Regions from separate parts of the Ovis aries genome. Here region 1 is linked to region 2. Evidence: chromatin contacts called from public Hi-C data. All regions are on one chromosome and are shown on one strand. The core of a region is the stretch at or near the end of the contact, and the rest is flanking DNA. Distances in the headings are between cores, read along the strand shown. Region 1 overlaps PRKAR2A (protein kinase cAMP-dependent type II regulatory subunit alpha). Region 2 holds the start of DALRD3 (DALR anticodon binding domain containing 3).

The links. Hi-C and Micro-C count contacts between places; a contact is called where the count stands out from the background.
Region 1: a Hi-C map of hypothalamus shows a contact between it and region 2, with 3 times the contacts expected there. The contact joins the enhancer-like site here to the promoter of DALRD3 in region 2. A contact is called at or near these places in 4 of 16 Hi-C or Micro-C datasets (blood, hypothalamus and muscle).

Annotation. Positions count from the first base shown.
Region 1 is chr19:51,162,071-51,167,383 of ARS-UI_Ramb_v3.0, forward strand. The region is part of intron 2 of PRKAR2A (protein kinase cAMP-dependent type II regulatory subunit alpha); the gene reads left to right. Among named protein-coding and RNA genes, the nearest start is that of PRKAR2A, 31 kb to the left of the region's middle. Within about 2 kb of position 1,556, at least 15 of the 54 cell types and tissues checked have an H3K27ac peak or open chromatin away from gene starts, as enhancers often do. A contact at or near this core is called in hypothalamus, where this site is marked.
Region 2 is chr19:51,016,559-51,021,889 of ARS-UI_Ramb_v3.0, forward strand. It overlaps DALRD3 (DALR anticodon binding domain containing 3), which reads left to right and starts at 2,112. Exons shown (of 12, transcript XM_042236239.1): 1 at 2,112-2,271; 2 at 2,352-2,647; 3 at 2,777-3,033; 4 at 3,122-3,201; 5 at 3,285-3,413; 6 at 3,662-3,732; 7 at 3,827-3,888; 8 at 3,990-4,072; 9 at 4,176-4,358; 10 at 4,435-4,554; 11 at 4,676-4,744; 12 at 4,829-5,076. The coding sequence starts at 2,116. The coding sequence ends at 4,948. WDR6 (WD repeat domain 6) reads right to left here. Exons shown (of 7, transcript XR_009597451.1): 6 at 5,138-5,331; 7 at 4,577-5,043. It overlaps MIR191 (microRNA mir-191), which reads left to right and starts at 441; the gene lies at 441-531.

The sequences.
Region 1 (5,313 bases), core at 306-2,805, 140 kb after region 2:
TTGTGAACTGCTCACTCACATTCTTCAGACCCTCATGTGAAGGATACCTTCTCAGGCCTTAAGTAAGACCTATCTGAAATCCTTGCCCCTCCCCAGCACACAAACACAGCCTATCTCCCTACTTTATTTTCTCCTTAGTGCCCTTCCTCTTTTAACTTACTTATCCCATTTACCATCTAGTTCACTATGCAAGGGTATAAATGCCAGTCAGGCAGGGAATTTCATCTGTTTTGTTCACTGGTATATAGTTAACATTTGCAACAGTGTTGGTAAATATGGCCGGATCAGGAAGGATCGGGAAACAGGAAGAGAAATTATTGTAGGCAGAAAAAAAATCAAGAAGTGCTTCTTGGAGGGAGGCAGAAATTGCACTGGAAGTTGAAAAACATGGTTATTCTTGGGCTATAGTACCAAGAAGGGTGCATTCCAGGTAGAAGAATGTCTGAAGCCTTGAAGGAGGATAAACGGGACCCAGCTGCTCTGGCCATAGGAGAGGAGATGAAATTGGAGGAGCTTCTCTGGTGGACCAGTGGTTAAGACTCTGCTTCCACTGCAGAGAGCATGGGTTCAGTCCCTGGTCAGGGAAGATCTGCATGTGCCTGTGAGGTACAGCCAACGGAAAAAAAAAAAGTTAATAAAATGAACTGGAAAGAGAGTTAGGGAATGGACTCCTGATGTGATCCAAGGATCTCAGCTAAACTATTTGTGTGAATACATGTGCTTCTGTCAGACACTGCAGAAGAGAATTCAACACTCAGGATGTCTGACTGAATAATAACCTGGAAGGTAAAGCAGCAGAGGAGAGCTCGCAGTTGTTGAGTGTCTCCTGTGAGCCAGGCCTTGTATTTAAATGTCTCCTCATACTATTAACCCTTTAACATGGTTCTAGGATTGTTATGCCGTCATACCGTTGAAGAGACCAAGGACTGGGGACGTAGAGAAATACTGTGGAATGATGTATCCACCCTCAGACTGTAGTGTGCATAGCTTCAGAGATGAGGCCTTCCCCTCTTTGATGCTGCCTCTCCCCTACAAAGTATTGGAATTGAAAAACTGCAGCTTCCAAATCCTGCGTTCTAGCAGAACAGCCCCTCTACATCAAACAATGAATACATCAATTGGAAGACAATCCATAAATTCTTTAAAGGCAGATTTCTTGAATTTGTCCTAGATTAGCATTGACTGTCCTTGAGTTTGAAATATCAGTTTGATTCTGTTACTTTAAAAACTTGAAAAACCAAAAACCTTTCATTTTACAGATTACTGCTGTTTAAAAAGGCACCCAGTGGAAAAAAAAATAAAAAGGCACCCAGTCTGTAGTGTTTTGTTATGGCAACCCTAGCTCTCTCATATACCAGGCTGTATCAACTCTTCACGGGAACCAGCAGGACAGCGCAGGGCCTGACGCCAGTGACCAGGCCTGGTAGAAATGAAGGGGTTTTCTCTCACAAGTACATTTTAGTGATTCACATTTCTGGATGAAGAAAGCAGCCGTTAAAACCTAGAGGAGGAGGTTATGCTGGCTGATCTATTGTTCCTTTGTACAGTTCCCTGTTACTAACTAGTGACATCTGCTGGACAGTGGGGGCAACATTGACTCCCTCAAGTGAGGGGCTGTGCTGCTCTTTTAGCCTTTGTCTTCAGCAGGTCTTGAGCATCTCAGGACATTCAGTGTAGTTCTTGAGGCTGCAGAGAGGATCACACTGACGCTGGGACTCCCCAGGTAACTTTTACACTGAGATAAGCTTCCTGATATTTAGAGCCATAAGGGACAGCAATCACAGAGACCTAAGAATAGATTTTTATATAGAAAATGAGAAAAGTAATTTGGGATCAGGATCAGGAAGAAGTAGAGAGGTTGAGGTAAACAGAGGAAGAAGAAAAAGGAGCTGTCTGGTGTTCAAAAAGAAAAGCGAAAACATCCAAACCAATTAAAAAAAATAAAGATACACTGTTTTCCTACTAATGTCTGTGTGCTCAGTCATATCCAACTCTTTGCGACCCCATAGACTGTAGCCCACCAATTTCTCTGTCCACGGGATTTCCCGGGCAAGAATTCTGGAGTGGGTTGCTACTTCCTTCTCCATTTTTCACAAATAGGAAACATTAATGATTTTAATGAAAATAATTGCTTTTGTTTAAATCATAGTGCTGTGTCTTAAGACTTCAGGATGTAACATTTGTTGCCTCAGTTACATTAATGTCTAAAAATACAAAAATGAGCTAAGTGCTACAGTACTTTCCTCCAAAATCCGAAGAAGAGCAAGCCTGAAAATAAGCGAGCTCAATCCTGTCAGTCTCATCATTAAAAGACTTATTATTTTCAACTTTTTAAATGAAAAATTTCCATACATATGCAAAAGTAGAGAAAGTATAATAATCCCCATGTACCCATCTGTTTCCCAAATGAGGGTTTTTTAAATGCATTTTTCAAAGAAGACATTTTGAAATCCTGGACCAAGGAGTAACAGGGTAGATGGAATAAAGGTCAAGTATGAGAATATTTCTGAGGCAGATTTTGATGTATTCATTGGGTAACAGGTGGAAAGAAGGCAGTAATAGTGAGTTCCAAATTTCTAGGTTAGAAAACTGGGCTGACAATGACAGCATCAATCAAGAGCACGGAGAACCAAGAAGTTTGCAGTTCAACATAGTATCTGATGAGCTGCCTTCAAAACAGCTTCCTCAGCCCCCTACCCAAATACCTACGAAAATGTGAAAAGTGACAGCAGTAACATCTAAGAACTCAGGAAGGTGTCTGCCTTAATCTTTAGGACAGACCTAAGATGAACTTGTTTCCTTGTGGAAACAAGAACGGCTTGGTGAAAGATAAGGAATCATTGTATTCCATCCCTTACCTGGCTCAGCTCCAAAAGCCTGTGCTACCAGGGGTTGGGCAGTGCTCTATACAGAACATTACCTGATGCTGTTTTAGGGATTAGAATGATGTCTGTTCTCTTACTCCCTTCTCCCGAGTTTTTCTCCGTCTCTTTAAGGATCCTGGTTTCCTATTAGGCAGAGTATTAATGGCAGTGCAGCACAGAAGGCATGGCCCACACCTATAGGCTGGACAAGAAAGGGCGTCCTGTCTACAGGTCATGTGGGGAGTCACCGTTTCTCAGGTATTCCATTAGTTCAGAAAATCAGTGGGAAGGAGGAAGCTGGAGGACAGCTAGACCAGCACTGCAGGGAGTAAATGTCTCTAAGAAATCAGGGATTGAGAGTGGTATGTATCATCTCATCCCTTCATTGTAGATACATAGAGATTTTTAGCCATCATACAGAAGAATGGAGTGTAGGGTCAAGAACCAGTTATATTCCTTACCTGCTCACAAATAAGACGTAAACCCTAACAAACATTATAAGGCTTGTAAATGAACTTGGTGGATTAAGGATATAAGAAGAATGAAGATTAGAAGGGTCCACTACAGAATGCTAATTTGTCGTTTAGTTGCTCAGTCATGCCTGACTCTTTGCGACCCCATAGACTGCAGCACGACAGGCTTCCTTGTCCTTCACCATTTCCTAGAGTTTGTTCAGACTTATGTCCATTGATTTGGTGATACTGTCCAACCATATCTGTCCTCTGTTGTCCCCTTCTTCTGCCTTCAGTCTTTCCCAGCATCAGGGTCTTTTCTAGTGAGTCACATCACATCTTCACATCAGGTGGCCAAAGTATTGGACCTTCAGCTTCAGCATCAGTCCTCCCAATGAGTATTCAGGGTTGATTTCCTTTAGGATTGATTTGATTTGATCTTGCAGTCTGAGGGACTCCCAAGAGTCTTCTCCAACACCACAGTTCCAAAGCATTAATTCTTCGGCACTCAGCTTTCTTTATGGTCCAACTCTTACATCCGTACATGACTACTGGAAAAACCATAGCTTTTGGAAAAACCATAGCTTTGACTAGATGGACATTTGTCAGCAAAGTAATGTCTCTGCTTTTTAATATGCTGTCTAGGTTGGTCATAGCTCTTCTTCCAAGAAGCAAGCATCTTTTAATTTCATGGCTGCAGTCACCATCTGCAGTGATTTTGGAGCCCAAGAAAATAAAGTCTGTTGCTGTTTCCATGATTTATCCATCTATTTGCCATGAAGTGATGGGTCCAGATGCCATAATCTTAGTTTTTTAATGTTGAATTTTAAGCCAGCTTTTTCACTTCTCCTCTTTCACTTTTATCAAGAGGCTCTGTAGTTCCTCTTCACTTTTTGCCATAAGGGTAGTATCATCTGTATATCTGAGGTTATTGGTATTTCTGCCAGCAGTCTTGATTCCAGCTTTGCTCCATCCACCCCAGCATTTTGCATGATGTACTCTGCATATGTGTATAAGTTAAATAACCAGGGTGACAATATACAGCCTTGACATATCCTTTCCCAATTTGGAACCAGTCTGTTGTTCCATGTCCGGTTCTAACTGTTGCTTCTTGATCTGCATACAGATTTCTCAGGAGGCAGGTTCAGGTGGTCTGGTATTCCCATTTCTTTAAAAATTTTCCACAGTTTGTTGTGATCCACTCAGTCAAAGGCTTTGGCATAGTTGCATGAGAGGGCAAGAGAAGTAAAAATTTTAAGGGCAAAATCTGTAATACAAGACAGCCTTGAAGAGAGGACAGTTGTTGAAAGAGCTCGGATAGAGAAAAGAACCAAGATAATGGCAATTAAAGTTCCAGAAAACCAGAACAAATGAAACGTGATAATAGGAGTAGTTCAACGAGTTGGCATGTACTGCCTCCTTACCGTGTGCCCCGCGCTTGTTTACTTGAAACCTTACAACAGTCCTCAGAGGGGAATCGCTACTGTTGGCTCCAGTGTGCAGAAGAGAAGGTGGAGATTTGAAGTAAACCAAGCCAGGTCACACAGTTATTGCAAATAATTGAGGATTTTTTAGAAGAAAAACTTTTCCTTAGCTGTAATGACGTATACTAAAGCTCTTGTGAGGAAGGAACAGGTTTGTAGCTTTCTGGGTAATGCCAGTGATCACATCTAGACATTCCTGACAAAATAGTTTATGAGTACACTAACTTTTTTATTCATTACATAATTCATTGTGTCTACTATTGTCATCCCTAAGGGTAAGATTTTAAAAGCATGACTTGTATTGCATCTCCAATTCTAACTCATCTTGTGTTCTGTATTTGTATTAATATTCCCCTTTTTTCCAGTGAAAAACGAAGTATATATTTTTTTACTCACAACTGTAGTACACAGAGGAGTTTTGGAATTATTGTACCACTGCCGACATCAGTTCTTTTTTGTCATTGGATACATCCCACTGGTCAGATTATTATGCTCAGAAGCTACTTAAAATCA
Region 2 (5,331 bases), core at 862-3,361:
CCGGGATTCCTGGCGCTGCAGTTCGGGCCCACTGGGCGTCTAGCGCTCCGGGTACTGGCAGCGTCACCGGACAAAGGGCCCTGGGTGCGGGGGAGTCCCCGAGGAGGGTTTACTTCCTCTCCGACCCCACGGGCGCGCTTCCCTCTTGGCCTGATCCCGACGCCCGACCCACCGCCGTCACTACAGTGGGCCCTGACGGCATGGGACCAACATGGCTAACTGTACCCTGCGGATCTAATCCGAATCGAGACCTGGTCCGAGGGAAGGCCCCCCACCACACCTGTTGTTTGGGGGCCTAGGTGAGCGGCTTTTTCCCATTCGTCTTGGTTTCACCGTCTACTCCTGGGTCCGCCTCCTGGGATAGCAATGGTGGGTTTTGATTTCCCTAGGGAGAAGGATAATCCTCTCAAACCGCCCTCCCACCCTCCCTGCCCCGCCATGGCTGGACAGCGGGCAACGGAATCCCAAAAGCAGCTGTTGTCTCCAGAGCATTCCAGCTGCGCTTGGATTTCGTTCCCTGCTCTCCTGCCTGAGCAGCGTCCTGACTGAGGTGGGGTTGGCTAGCCCCTGACCCCCAGACATACTTTATTGGGTCGCTCTGGTTTCCGTCTCTTTCTCAGGTGTGCCCTCAGGCTGGACGTGACAGGAGTAGACGTCAGAGAACCGAGGCGGTGGCCACCTTTGGAGCCCGAGATAGCACTGGCAAGGGAGGGAGGACCCAGGGCCTCCGGATAGGGCTGCAATGGAGGTGAGTCCCACAGGGCCGCCTCAGCCCGCAGCTCGCTAAAGATAGCCCTTCACTTCCTGGGGTAAAACCACCCTCAACGGTCTTAATGCACTTAGAGTAGCTGAAGTCCCCAGCTTGGCCTCCAGACCCCCAGTCCTGTTAGCAGCCATCCCCTGGTCTTGCTCGTGAGGCATGGAAAGCGCTTTGGAATGACACGATCACTCCCGTTGAGTGGGCACCCAAGAAGCCATCGGGAATGTCGTGTCCGCCCAGTGCTCTTTCGGAGCTTCCCAGCGGGGCCTTGCAGCCCTAGCCCAGAAGGGGTTCTTGCCAAGCTTTTCCTGCACCTAGGTTCCTCTGTATTCTGAGCTCTGTTTACTCACTGCTCTGGGGCAGAGATCGGGGGTGGTCAGTGCTCTGCTGCACAGTGCTCTAGTGTCTCACGTTCCATCCCTATTAAGAAAAGAGAGAGCAAGGGTTACGTGAAGACATTGAGCAGCCCTGACGGGAAGGAGGCGAGAGTTGGTAGAGGAATTGGACGCTCAGAGAACTGTCCTTCAGCTGGGTCTTTTCAGGTCACATTGTTTATCTGACCCGCAATGGCTGGCAGTCTAAACCAGGAAATGGGAGGGTCCTTGTTACAGTACAGTAGGTTAAAGGAGAAGCATTAAAGCCTTCTGGAAACTATTATGATGGTTCTAATTATTCAAGATCCAAGAGAAGAAAACCAGCAATTCTATCAGAGTGGACACATGAGGAGTAAAAGACAACCCCTATCTCAAAGGAGGGAATGCTTGCAAATAACCTGAAACTAAAGACCTCAAATTCCCTTTAAAAATGTCTTTTTTCAGTAGGTCATGAGCGTGGCTTTTACGCTGCCTGCCCCCTTTCAGAATCCACTTGTAGCTTGAGGTGTTTAGACCATGTGTGCTTAGACACTTGTCGTGCCCGACTCTTTGTGACCCCATGGACTGTGGCCCGCCAGCTCCGCTGTCCATGGGGACTCTACGCAAGAAAACGAGCGGGTTGCTATTAACTTCTCCATTGATCATGTGTACATGGAGGAAATGAAACGTTATACAAATACATAAATGTAAGAGAGACAACCCTGCCTCGGCCCCACCGGATTGTGTAGATTCTTTCCCTTATTGCTACTGCGGGCAACAGCGAGAGAGCCCTAAGTCCTGAGTAGACCCCGAGATTTCTTACCCTAGTCCTGACCAGTCAGGTGGACCACGCGGCGGGTAGGGCTGGGGCCAGGGAGCGAAAGCAACTGTCCACTGTCCACTCAGGAGTCCCTGCCCGTTCCCCCGCTCCAACCAATTGGCCTTCCCGGAAATCCCGCCTCGACGTTTTGCTTCCGGTCCCGCCTGCCCCTTCCGGTAGCCATGCGCCTCGGGGTAGAGGAGACCCTGGGAGCCCTGAACTCGGCCTTGGGGCCTGGCGGCCCAGTATGGTTCAAGGAGACGCACGCCCGCCACCTGCGTGCCCGAGACTTCTTGGCACCGCGCCGCGCACTGCAGGCGCGCTTTGGGGACGACCAGGTAGGCGCGTGCATGGAGGGGACGTGGGCCGGAGACAGGTGGGAGCGCAGCGGCCCGCTCACCTTCCTGGCTTTCCGCAGGTGCCTGAGGGCGTGGTTCACGCCATCGTTGGCCTACAGGGTCCGGGCGTGGCCCCGGTGCTGTGCTGCGCGCCGACCCCCGCGGGGCTGGCGCTTCAGCTGCAGCGGTCCGCTGTCTTCGAGCGTGTGCTCTGTTCCGTGGCCGCCTATGCCGCGCCCGCCGCCCCCACCGGCCCTACCCCGCGCGTCGTCCTGCACTGCCCGGCGCTGCGCGGCAGCCCCAGCACCCTCCGCCTGAGCCAGCTCCGTGCCGTGCTCGTGGCGGACCACCTGGCGCGAATTCTGCAAGCTCACAAGTGAGTGAGGGCGCGGGCCCAAAACGAAGGTGCGCAATGGCTTCGGGCGGCAGCAGTCCGCGCTGGTGCGCGTGGGATCGGAGCGAGCTGAGCCAGGTACTCAGGCTCAGCGGCCGTCTCGCTTCGCAGGGTGAGTGTGCGCCGAGTCCCCGCTGTGCGGGACCCGCACATGCCGACCTTTCTGCGGCAGCTGCGGGTGGACTGGCCCGAGGTCTCAGAGAAACCCTCGACCGAAGCCCTAAGGAATCGCGCGATTGCAGAGCTCTCCCCTGCCCGTGAGGCTGGAGCCCTGCCCCCTGGCACCCTGGGTCGAGTGTGCCTGAAGGAACTGATGGAGGAGCGGGGACGCACAGCTGGCTATGACCCCAGTGTGGACAGCTGTCTGGGTAGGCCCGGGATCCGAGGGGCCGGAATGTCGGGACGCCGCCACCCCCGCACTCCCCGGCCGGCCTCAGCCGTGTGTTCTCTCCCCAGTGACGGAGGATCTGCTCTCTCTGCTGGCCGAGCTGCAGGAGGCTGTGCAGGCTGGTGCCGAGGGCAGCTCCCTAGGCCTGGTTAGTGACTGCCGCCCCACCCTGGTATGCTTCTGGCAAACCAGGTGTAGTGTGTCCCCCACAGTGACTGTCCTGCCCTACAGGCTGCGGCCCCAGATGCGGGCGCAGATAGCTATGTGGTCCTACACGTAGTGAGCTGTGAGGAGGAGTTCCAGCAGCAAAAGTTGGACCTGCTTTGGTGGAAGCTGGATCATCAGGCTCCTCTCACACAGGTAGGTTAGTGATGGTAACCTCCCCACAGCAACCTCAGAGGACTCCTTGAAACCTACTTGTTAGCTGATGGGTCCAGAAGGTGACACCTGACCTTTAGGGGGACCTTAGGCACATGCAGCAGGTGCTAGGAGAGGGCTCTGGACTTGAGACAGAGGGCTTAAGGTCGGAAGCTGGGGGGAGTCCAGGAACACATTTAGGTTCTTGGGAGGGTATCATCAGCAGCTGACCCCTGCTGTCTTCCTAACAGAAGCACCTGGTCTGTGGCCCAGTGAAAGTGACTGGTGCGCCCAGCACCCTGACTGCCCCCGAATACTACGAGTGAGTGAGGCTGGAAGGCAGGCCACCGAGCCAGGCCAGTGGAGGTGGGGGGACCCTGTCTACCAGTCCTTTTCTCATTCTCTTCTCAATGCAGGCTCCGGCACGCCCAGGTGTGCAAGGTGTCATCACTGAAGCATGGCAAGGACCTGGAACAAGGTACACCTGGGAGACCCTGCTTGTGCTTCCGGTAGGGGGGGTCATTTGCACACATGCCCCTTGTTGTCTGCCTGCCGAGACTGACTGATCCGTACTCTCAGACCCAGCCTGGATGGAAATCTTCAGGGTTCTGTCTGTGGCGACCATTAAATTTGAGATGCTCAGCACAGCCCCCCAGAGTCAGGTGAGCCTGGGCATATCTTGCTGGACCGGGGCTGGGGGTTGGAGTTGGGGGACAGGGTGTGCAGTGGCGCTCCTCCCTGTGCAGCTGTGCCTTTATTCCTCAGCTTCTCCTGGCCCTGGCTGACAGCAGCATTTCCACCAAGGGCAGCAAAAGTGGCACCTTTGTCATGTATAACTGCGCACGTCTCGCCACCCTCTTTGAGGGTTACACGTGCAGCGTGGAACAAGGTCTGTACCCCACCTTCCCGCCTGTGAGCAGTCTAGACTTCTCCCTGCTGCGTGATGAGGTGAGCGCCCCTCCTGGGTAGCTGGCATGTGTAGGAAGCTCAGGCCTTTCCCTCCCAGCGCCCTTCTCCCCCACAGGGTGAGTGGTTGCTACTCTTCAACAGCATCCTCCCCTTCCCAGACCTGCTGAGGCAGACAGCAGCCCTGCCCCTGCCCTGCCCCACCCCAGGGCTTCACGTTGCTGCGCGCACAGAGACGGTGAGGACGGAGGAGCAGGACGCTCTGCACACACTGTTCTTTATTCTGATCTGGGGACAAAAGGCGGGGGGGGGGGGGGGGGGGGGCGGCGCCAGGGACTCAGTTTGGTCTCTGTCTCTAGGTATGCAAGTTCCTGGTCCAGCTCAGCATGGACTTCAGCTCATACTATAACCGGGTACACATCCTAGGGGTAAGTGCACAGCAAAGGGCAGATGGGGGCGGGTGGTGCAGGGAAAGCAAAGGATGAGACCCGCAGCCTCCGCCTCTCCTCCAGGAGCCTCGGCCGCACCTGTTCGGTCAGATGTTTGCCCGTCTGCAGCTTCTGCGGGCCGTGCGAGACGTGCTCCACACTGGGCTGGCCATGCTGGGTCTCCCTCCGCTGAGTCACATTTAAGGCCAAGGAGGCCTTAGGGTCCAGGAATGTCCACAAAGTCAGCAACTGAAAGGGTGCGGTGGGGGGAGGATCTGGATTTTTTTTTTTTTAACGATCTGGAGCCAAAATAAATTGTTTGTGTGACAAGGTTTTGTCCCCTGGCAGGGAGTGGGGCGTATTCTTGGTCTGTCCAGGTGGCATCCTACTCACCTTCAGCTCCTGCTCTGAAGTCAGGAACCCGCGGCTGCCTCTTCCTCCCCTCTGGGCACACCAGGCATGGGCACAGACAGTCACTTTGTCTGTGAGCAGGCCCCACGCCCAGTGTGCCGGCCACCGCGGGATGTCTTAGTCGTACCAGTTGTAGACCTCAAGGCCCTGGCCCCCCAGAGCACAACGGTGGCCAA